3 separate regions of the Danio rerio genome follow, and regions 2 and 3 are each linked to region 1. Evidence: chromatin contacts called from public Hi-C and HiCAR-type data. All regions are on one chromosome and are shown on one strand. Each heading gives the region's core, a stretch centred on a gene start, on an enhancer-like site or on the middle of the called end of the contact. The rest is flanking DNA. Distances are from core to core; before and after follow the strand shown.

Region 1 (3,296 bases), core at 155-2,654:
TTTTATGGCATCTTGTTACACTGTAACTGTACTTTTAAGTACTAAGTAATCTTAATTACATCATGTTCTTACTACAAGGTTAGGGTTATTGCAGGTTATTATGCATAATTTGCTGTTCTTACTATAGTAAGTACATGTAATGTGTAACAAGGACGCTGTACAGTAAAATGCTGTAAAATGAAAAACAAAATCAAAGCATGAAAGGAAAAAGATGCATTCATATTTCTAAAATAAATTATAATGATAAAAATACAAATCCATAATCAAGGGAGGAATGGCATTTTAAAATATGTATTTATATATAAACTATGTCAGTCTTTCTAGACACTAAACTGAACTTAAACTCTGAAAACTGGACTGACAGTGACTTAGAACTTATAAAATAAAAACAATATACATTAAAAAGAAATAATGTAAAAAATATTTATAATACATTTAAAATAAAATAAAACATTTAATATGTTCTACAAAACAGAAAAAGTAAATAATGATTCGATATTTAATTTGAAAACATGCATTTTTAAATAAATATTACTGTAATAATATATAATGTGAATAATATAAAATGTAATATGTTTTATAGAACATGTTGAATGTTTTAATTTAAATCAAAGAACTTAAGTATTGGATAAATAATTTTAAAATAAGCATTAAAAATAACAATATAAATTAATATAAAATAAATAATGTAAAATACATTTAAGTTTAATAAATAAATAAAAAACATTCAACATGTTCTACAAAACAAAAAGTAAATAATTATTTGAAAATGTATTTGAAAATATGCATATATGCATTATAAAATAAAAAAACACAATTAAAATAAATAATGTAAAAACATTTAAATAAAATAAATTAATTAATTAAAATAAAAACATATTCGACATGTTCTATAAAACAGTAAATATTTGATAATTAATTTGAAAATACACATTTTAAAATAAATATAAACATTTAAATAAAATAAATAAAATACATTTAAATCAAATAAAATACATTAAAAACAAAAAGAATAAATACAATTGTAATACGATTTAAACTAAATAAAACACATTCAACACGTTCTACAAAGCAAAAGCAAATATAAATAATGACTGGAAAAATCAAATTAAAATAAATCACACATTCAACATGTTCCCCAACCAACAGAGGTCACTCTTACACTTCTGTACGTCTCACACTGAGTCAGTATGAGGACAAACTAAACCTATACCTTAAAATGGTTAAAGTAGCCTTCAGTACACAACCACTGTTCAAAGCTTTGTGCCAGCACTTGCTTCATATGTCCACCATTTTATTGCCATCCTGATGTTCATTGTTTTACGACATTAATAGATGATCGACTTCACATTTTGTTGACACACCGATGGCTGGGTTTGTTCCAGATCCACTCAAGCACAAGAGAAAAGAACAGCCGAAACAAAACGCAAAATAAAGAGATCAAAGCCACACTATAACTCTGTTATCAGAGCAGCAGAGCCATGGCAAAACTCCAAACGCAAGGCACTGTGGGTACTAGTGTGTGTCTGAGTCTGTGTGGTAGAAACACTGCCAGTGACTGTTCAACAAACAATACATGTACCCGCAGTCGCCATTACACTGTTCAATTACGTCAAAGTGATTTATCTCAAGCTATAAGACTCTGCTGAAAGAGAGAAAGTTGATTTAGGCTGAGATTAAGATGATATACGAGGTGAAAATTACAAGAGCTTATGATCATCTGACAAGCGCTAATCATTAATATATAAAAAGAACAACTCAAATAACTAACACACAAAACTATAATACAAACAAAACTACAAAGTAAATAGAAAATGTATGAACAAAAATGTTATTTTCCATTTAGTCTATATCTATATGGACAAAGTAAAATAAAACAAGCCTGAGTTAAAGAACATACACGAGATGAAAATCACAAGATCTTATGATCATCTGATGAGCACTAATCATTAATATTAAACAAAAGAACAATTCCAAAAACTAAAATAAAAACAAAACTATAATACAAACAAAATTACAAAATAAATAGAAAACATACAAATAAAAAACATTATTTTCCATTTAGTTTAAGAACAAAATCAGCAAAAAAACTTATATAGGCAAATAAAAATAAAACAGAAGTCTGAGATTAAGATAAGGTGAAAATTACAAGGACTTACGATCGTCTGACGAGCGTTAATCATTCATACATAAAAACAAATAAATAAAAAATAACACCTCTAATGGCTTAAATAAAATAAACTATAAAACAAACAAAATTACAGAGTAAATAAACGGTATTTTCCATATAGCTTAAAACAAAAAAGCAGGGTCAAAACAAACTTTATATATATATATATATATATATATATATATATATATATATATATATATATATATATATATATATATATATATATATATATATATTTTTTTTTTTTTTTTTTTTTTTTTCCAAGAAACTTAAAATTAAAATAAAACAGACATCGTTGATTCAGGCAACGATTAGGATATACAAGATAAAAATGACAAAATCCTATGATTATCCGCCGAATATTTATTCGTAAAAACGAAGAACTCTAATAGCTAAAATAAAAACTAAACTATGATAAAAAATAAATAAATAAATATATATATATATATATATATATATATATATATATATATATATATATATATATATATATATAATGTTATTTATAACTATAAACTATTATTATTATAGTTAAAGTAAACAGAAAAAAAAAACGTTTTAGACGCCTAGTTAAAAAAACCTATATAGACAAATTTAAGTAAATAAGACGTAAAAAAAGAAAACATAACAAAAAAATGACTAGTGTTAAAATAATAAATAAAACGTACATAATGACAAAAACATTTACATGTCTCTGAAACCTCATTTTCATTTAGTTTAAATCTAAAAACAGAAATAAAACTCATATAGACAAATTAAAATAAGACAGACATTAATATAAAAAACTGACAAAAATTAATTAGCTACAGTGGTTAAAAAATAAACAAGTATTTATTTATTTATTTAAAGTATTTATATTTATTATATTTAAAGTAAATATAATTTATTATAACAGCAATAAAACATACATAGACACATGAAAATAATAAAAACTGAATTTCTGTATCCAATATTATAAACACAAAACTTAAGACAAATTTTAAAAAAACCACTTATAACGCCACAAAATCTCTAAATTGAAAATATAAATTGATAATATAATAATATTTTTAAATAAAAAACTAATATTAATTACTAATAACAACTACCAAAGTTACTATAGAGGTCTTGTGATGTCTAATTG
Region 2 (3,103 bases), core at 219-2,718, 150 kb after region 1:
AGTGACACACAGGGCCGGAGCAAGCTGAACTGCCGCTCTAGGCAGAGGATGGTCACGCCGCCCTCAACCCCAATGTGAAAACGAAAGTGACTGGTTATGAAAATGAAGTGAGGTGTCGCGGACCTCTATTCTGCCGCCCTATGCACGGATATAACTGAGGACGTGCGGCTGCTGAGGGAGGGAGGTGTCGCGGATGCCTCTCTATTCTGCCACCCTATTTGCGGATATAACCGAGGACGCGCGGGTGTCGTGGACCTCTATTCTGCCGCCCTATGCGCAGATATAACTGAGGGCACGCAGGTGCTGAAGGAGGTGTCGTCTATGTGCGAATATATCTGAGGACGCGGGTGGTGAGGGTGGTGTCGCGGACATAACTGAGGACGCGGGTGGTAAGGGAGGTGTCGCGGATGCCGCCCTCTCTATTCACCTTATTCTCAGCTGTCGAGCGGGCGCTGCCATTTGAATCTTTTTGGCTCGAGACTTCCGGTCTCATTCTCTTCCATTCATTTTTTGACGTTAAAAACTGCTCGTTACGCTGCTTGATGTTGCAATTTGATATTTTCTTATTACATTATTCTAGTTGGTCTGTATAGTCATGCAAACATTTGTTTGTAGAGCAAGCAGTTTGACCATTTTCTGCCGTTTACTAATCCTAGTCATTTCTCCCATAGGCGACTGAATCGGAAGTTCTAAGACAATTGCGAAAACAGGCGCACTTCCGCATTTTAGAATAAGGTCAATACCGCCGCCCTAGGCGGCCGCCTAGGTCGCCTCTATGGACGCGCCAGCCCAGGTGACACACACACAATTCTAAATGGTTATAAATGAATCATTAAATTTTTAATGATTGCTAAAAATAATGTTTTTATATTTTGTAAGACATGCAGAATAAGAGAATTGGGTAAATAAAATTTGCCGTAGTGTATGAGAGTGTGTGTGAATGTGAGAGTGTATGATGTTTAACAGTACTGGGTTGCAGCTAGAAAGGTATCCGATGTGTAAAACATATGCCGGAATAGTTGGTGCTTCATTCCTTTGTGGCTAACCCTCATAAATAAGGGACTAAGTATAAGAAAAATGAATAAATGAATGAATGTTTTATCCTCAAATGTTGATTGTTAAATGTACCGTTAATTATTATGACTTTATTACTACTGTCATTTGTTTTCCAATGATATTTTAAGTAAACATCACAATTAAGTAAGCGATACACAGGCTGCCATTTGTCATGCCAATAAAGCAAGCTTGAATGTGAAAGAGAGAAAGAGAGAGCACATTCAGTGTTTTTAAAGACAACACAGATTAAAGCACATTAGCAGCGTGTCAGGAAATGACTTCATAACAGACGCTGACATGATTATGGTTCCTGCCTCTTTTCATTTCTTCTTCCACCTCTCTCACCTCTCTAACCCTCATCTCCGCTGTTCCTTTAACTTGAGAAGCGAGCGGGTGGAAACTCGGCTCATTACCACATGATGTCTTGGCAAGTTCATCCATGAATTGAGCATACTTTATTTTGAAGCTCATTGTTTTAACAACCCTGACCAGCATCTCTAGAGACACAGCCCACACAATAAAACACACGCTCAACTCTTTGAAGTCACTCCAGTTAAAAAACTTATTTGTTGATTATATTTTTAGATCTTTGTAGTACAAACTGTATGCTTAAAAAATAATGTACAGTATGTGTAAAGGTTTGTGATAATGAAACAAATGTACATTTCAATAGCTTTTGTATTTTCTTTTCTCCATGAGATATTCAAAATCACCCCCTATACCCTCAAATAGTGTAATATTTGAAGGACCAGTTAATTCTAGAGTCTGACGTTCTGAAGTTCACTCAATCAATCCACTCCAATAACGACTGAACAGTCCATGTACACTAAAGCTAGGTAGAAAACCCCCAAAATGCTCTGTGAGAGGTTTCGCGCGTAATGAATTATCGCATTTGACCACAAGATGGCGGCCAAAAAGCAGAATCATACAAGATGAATCATACAAGATGAGGCGAATGTGCTACCCACTGTGCCCCCGTGCAGCTGAATTATATTATTATTATAATATTATTATTATATAATCATTATTTTTACATAACAATTTTGGCTTTCGTGTACAAAAAATGTATTTTAAAATGCTAAAAAATCCAGTTCAAACCAGCCTAGGATGGTTGGGTGGTTTTAGCTGGTCGACCAGGCTGGTTTTAGAGGGGTTTTGGCCATTCCCAGGCTGGCTGCCAGCCATTTCCAGCCTGGTCTTAGCTGGTCAGGCTATAATAAATATCACAGGGTCTGACCAAAAAGTTTAAAATCTAATCTGGCTTAGGGATAACAACAAAACACAAACAAAACAGCATCCCTTCCGGTGCATTGCAAAGTGCTTGAATTCACTCACTCGTTTTACTCATTCAAGTGGACTAGTATTAGTAGACCAATGTAGGTAATGAGGGTGTGCAGACTTATCTGCAAATCCGGATGCAAGAGTGCTACCAAAAATGAAAATGTTCTCAACATTTAATCACGTTCAAATGTTTATATAAATGTATTTCTTCTGTTGAATACAAAACAATATATTCTGAAGAATGCTGTAAAAAAGCAGCCACTGATATAAAAAAAGGCTTAAACAGGTTTGAAATCAGTGAATAAATGACGACAGATTTTTTTGTTAATTTTGCCTTCGAAAGAAATTCATAGGATATTAAAACTTATTTATTAGTATAATGTATTAAGTAGTACTATCAAAAAAAAATTTTATATTTCAAAAGTACTCTAACTGTAAAGCATAGAAATAAAGATGAATAAAGCATGGCTTTATACAGTTTAATTCCTTTGGAATTTTAACAAATTTAAATAAATAAACTGCTAAATTATATTATTCATGCATTCATTTTCTTTTTGGCTTAGTCCCTTTATTATTTTGGGGTCACCACAGCAGAATGGACCGCCAACTCATTCAGCATATGGATTACGCAGCAGATGCCCTTCCAGCTGCAACCCATCACTGGGAAACATCCATACACACCTATTTACACACATACATTACAGACAATTTAGTCTACCCAATTCACCTATAGCCTACCTACAGTCTTCCGACTTGTGGGAGAAAC
Region 3 (3,519 bases), core at 271-2,770, 210 kb after region 1:
GTTCAAAATAATGAGAATACTTCCAGAAATGCAAGGCTCTGCCATCTTGGGTTTCTGTTTTTTCCCACGGGAAGCTCATTCTTTCCCTGCGTGTGATTCAGCGTGATTACGCTATTTTTAATTTAGCAAATAACATTTTAAAAGTGTATTAATTAATCTGAAAAGTAACTTGAGTAAGATTTTTAAAAAAGTAACTCAAATATTGTTACTTGATTTTTTTAAAGTAATGCGTTACTTTGGAAAGAAATATTGTAATGTGTTACCCCCAACACTGATTACTAATATTAGTTCTTATCAGTTTTGTGTAAAAAAAGGGTAGGCTACATGTTTAAGTCTATCCTAAAAAATGTGTTTCAAATGCTATCACATTGCTTAAAAAGTAGGCTATATGTAGCCTAACACATTTAGTTGGGCTACTTTAAGAAAGTGTCTTTGGATCGTAATATATTGTTTTTACGCCCAATACTGGTTATTAACAGATACACAGTGAAATAAAGTTTTACCCACTTTCCCTGTGCTAATGCTATTCACCTGTCTGGTGCAGAGCTGAGGGGTTTAACAAAACCCGAGCTAAGCTTCTTCAAGAACCCTCTGTAGATCTGAAACACATATAAATCCCAATTTATAACACAAATATGAGAGTCATAACAATATTCCAGCAGTCATAAGAGTTTTAAATACATAAACAGGCGATTTCCTTCCAAAATTTGTAAATGATCCTAGCGCGCCCCCTGCTGGACAATCCACACACTAAACTTTCGCCCGCGTCGTTAGTATGTAAACACAAGATGACAGAAATTACCATTCGATCTCATATTCATCTAATAACCACTCAGACACATTTATCACCATAAATATATCATCCACCTCAAATACAACACTTCATTAACCGAGACAAAACACATAAATCTTGAGTAAAAATGAAGTTTTCATTACATCAAGTAAACCAGGGATGCTGTTGGGAGAGAGACATAACTCTTGAATAAATTGGCTGCTTTCATGCCTCATAAATACAAACTATAACGATGTCATTTTCAGTCATCCGGATTTATTATCTATTAATAATATATAGACTTATTAAATTGGGAGATTAATCATGTCTGTGTATGCTTACATAATAAATAATGAGCGTTCGCGCCGATTCTTCCCATCAACGATTATTCGCAAATACATTTTCATACAGCAGGGTTTTTTCTATATCCAAAAACCAATTAAACCGCTGACAATAAAACTCCAGTAAAGAGGCATATCTTCACAGTCCAGCTCTAGGATTTTACCCTCAAATCTTTTGGATTAAGTCTCGCTCGATTAATTGGCACGACCGAAAGAGGCTTTATTAGGCCTTTTGATTCCTTTTACATGGAATGAAGTAAACAGTAATGACTGTGCGAAAACAAAGGCAGTATCGCCGAGCTCCCGAGCTTGCATCGGGAATCAATACCTCTCTTTGATCTACTCCGTGGGGTCTGGGAGAATTTTAGCTAATTATCTTCAGGCTATAATGCAGGACACCTGTAGGGTGCATTAGGCCCAGGATGAGTCCAGAAACACAGGAGCAGATAGGGTCTGAAGCGCAGATACATTAATGTTAAAAATAAACAATAATGGATAATTACTGGAAACAGCATAACAAAAAAATGATTTTAGCATCATTACGAAGTCGTTGGTGTCACACGATCGTTCGGAAATAATTTAACGTTAAACAGATTCTGGAAAATTTCTTATTATTATCATCAATGTTGAACTTAGTTGTGCTGTCTAATATTCTGCATTTTCAGAAAAGCATTTATTTGAAACATAAAGCTAATGTGACGACATATTTTTTTTTTTTTTTTGGTAATTTTTTTAAAATAAAAATTTGTATCAAAGATGTGCATTTCATAAACAGCTTAAATGGCACCTACTTTACCACTTTTACAAGATGTAAGATAAGCCTTAAGAGTCTCCAGAATGTGTTTGCAAAGTTTCAGCTCAAAATTTCCAGCAGATAAATTATTATAGCCTCCAGAAACTGCCCATTTTGGTGTCTGAGTACATTGTAGCTGTTTTTGTAGCCTGTGGCTTTAAATGCAAATGAGCTGCTTCTCCCCGCCCACCATTTCCATGTGCGTGTGATTCTCGTCATGCGTTACGTCAGATAAACAGCAGTCAGTGATAGAGACAGAAACACAGCTCATTATTCAAAAATACCAAGTAAGTTTATTTGATGTATTTGTGGTGGAGTTTATTCAAACCTTTCTGAAATGATGAGTGTCACACGTTTGCAGTACACACATAAGCTGGACCCTAAATGGCACACTATGATGCACTTATGCACTATGTACTTATACACTGTTAGCATAGTCCATGTAAGTAGTGTCATCCCAAAAGGAACACTAAGGTTATTTTACTAAGCAGAAATTCAAACCGCTTCCGTTTTTTTATTTATTTTTTATTTTTTTGTGTGTGTGTGAAATAAATTACTAAACTACCAAAAAATACCTGCCGTGAGAATAACCGCATACACCATTGGGAGGCGATATAATCCCTCACGTAGGAGAATTTTGCTCTCACAATCCAAAATAAATAAAGTAATCTAACATGCGCCCAATAGCTCTGCCCTTTCCTCTACGTGAGCAGTGCAGTGGCTGTTGAGTGAGTGAAGTGTCCATTTATTCATTCATTTTCTTTTATTAATCTGGGGTCGCCACAGCAGAATGAACCGCCAACTTATCCAGCATATGTTTTACACAGCAGATGCCCTTCCAGCTGCAACCCATCTCTGGGAAACGTGAAGTGTCCAACATCTCACAATTCATTTTAGTTGAATTAGTGCATCATCTGGGTAATTAATGTGCACTTATTCTTTTTAGAGTTTTCAGTGTGAACGCACTCAAATATTTATGCTACAAAATGGCATAGAGTAGAGCATAAGTATGGGATTTGGGACGCACCTATACACACATTAGTGTCTACTGACACCAAGAATTACATACGGATTTTACTCTTTAATACAGACATGCTCTATTTTAAAAATGTTTTAAACTTATAAAACTTATAAAAATCACAGAGAGTTCTGTGGACGTGTGTATACATGAAACATGGTGCATGTCAATCAATTCGGTGGGTGGGGAAAACCACTCCTACGTCACGTTGCGGTGGGCCTCAAAACTACAGGGATTTGGGTCCTATTTTAACGTCAGGAAAAAAAACAAAACTTATTGTGTTTCTATCACTCCAATATGACAGTGGACACACTATAAACACACACGGATCTGTCCAAACAGCTTACGAAAGTTGATTTTCATCATAGGAGCCCTTTAATTCGATTTTTAAAGTAATCATGTAATCAAAATGACCAGTTCAAAGTTTAAACCCACTTTATATTAGGGACAGTTCAACCAAAAATTAAAATTACTCAAGTAGTATATGTCTTTCCACATCAAGGTAGTCTGAAAAATGCTAAAACAAACCAACAAACAAAACAAATTGACATCCACAGTTAGAACAAAAATGCTGTTGGAGAATGATTGATTTTCC

The links. Hi-C and Micro-C count contacts between places; a contact is called where the count stands out from the background. HiCAR-type assays count read pairs that join an accessible place to other places.
Region 2: a contact with region 1 is called in a HiCAR-type map of caudal fin, with 4 times the contacts expected there. The contact joins two enhancer-like sites. A contact is called at or near these places in 9 of 18 Hi-C or Micro-C datasets (caudal fin, embryo, fibroblasts and 2 more) and 1 of 4 datasets of contacts at active chromatin or transcription factors (caudal fin).
Region 3: a Hi-C map of embryo shows a contact between it and region 1, with 3 times the contacts expected there. The contact joins two enhancer-like sites. A contact is called at or near these places in 4 of 18 Hi-C or Micro-C datasets (caudal fin, embryo, hematopoietic stem cells and 1 more) and 1 of 4 datasets of contacts at active chromatin or transcription factors (caudal fin).

Annotation. Positions count from the first base shown.
Region 1 is chr5:16,851,834-16,855,129 of GRCz12tu, reverse strand. The region is part of intron 2 of znrf3 (zinc and ring finger 3); the gene reads right to left. Among named protein-coding and RNA genes, the nearest start is that of coq5, 24 kb to the left of the region's middle. Within about 2 kb of position 1,404, at least 14 of the 62 cell types and tissues checked have an H3K27ac peak or open chromatin away from gene starts, as enhancers often do. A contact at or near this core is called in caudal fin, where this site is marked.
Region 2 is chr5:16,705,691-16,708,793 of GRCz12tu, reverse strand. No RefSeq gene overlaps it. Among named protein-coding and RNA genes, the nearest start is that of xbp1, 21 kb to the right of the region's middle. Within about 2 kb of position 1,468, at least 9 of the 62 cell types and tissues checked have an H3K27ac peak or open chromatin away from gene starts, as enhancers often do. A contact at or near this core is called in caudal fin, where this site is marked.
Region 3 is chr5:16,645,977-16,649,495 of GRCz12tu, reverse strand. All of the region lies in intron 2 of LOC141385780 (a long non-coding RNA gene), which reads right to left. Among named protein-coding and RNA genes, the nearest start is that of xbp1, 39 kb to the left of the region's middle. Within about 2 kb of position 1,520, at least 7 of the 62 cell types and tissues checked have an H3K27ac peak or open chromatin away from gene starts, as enhancers often do.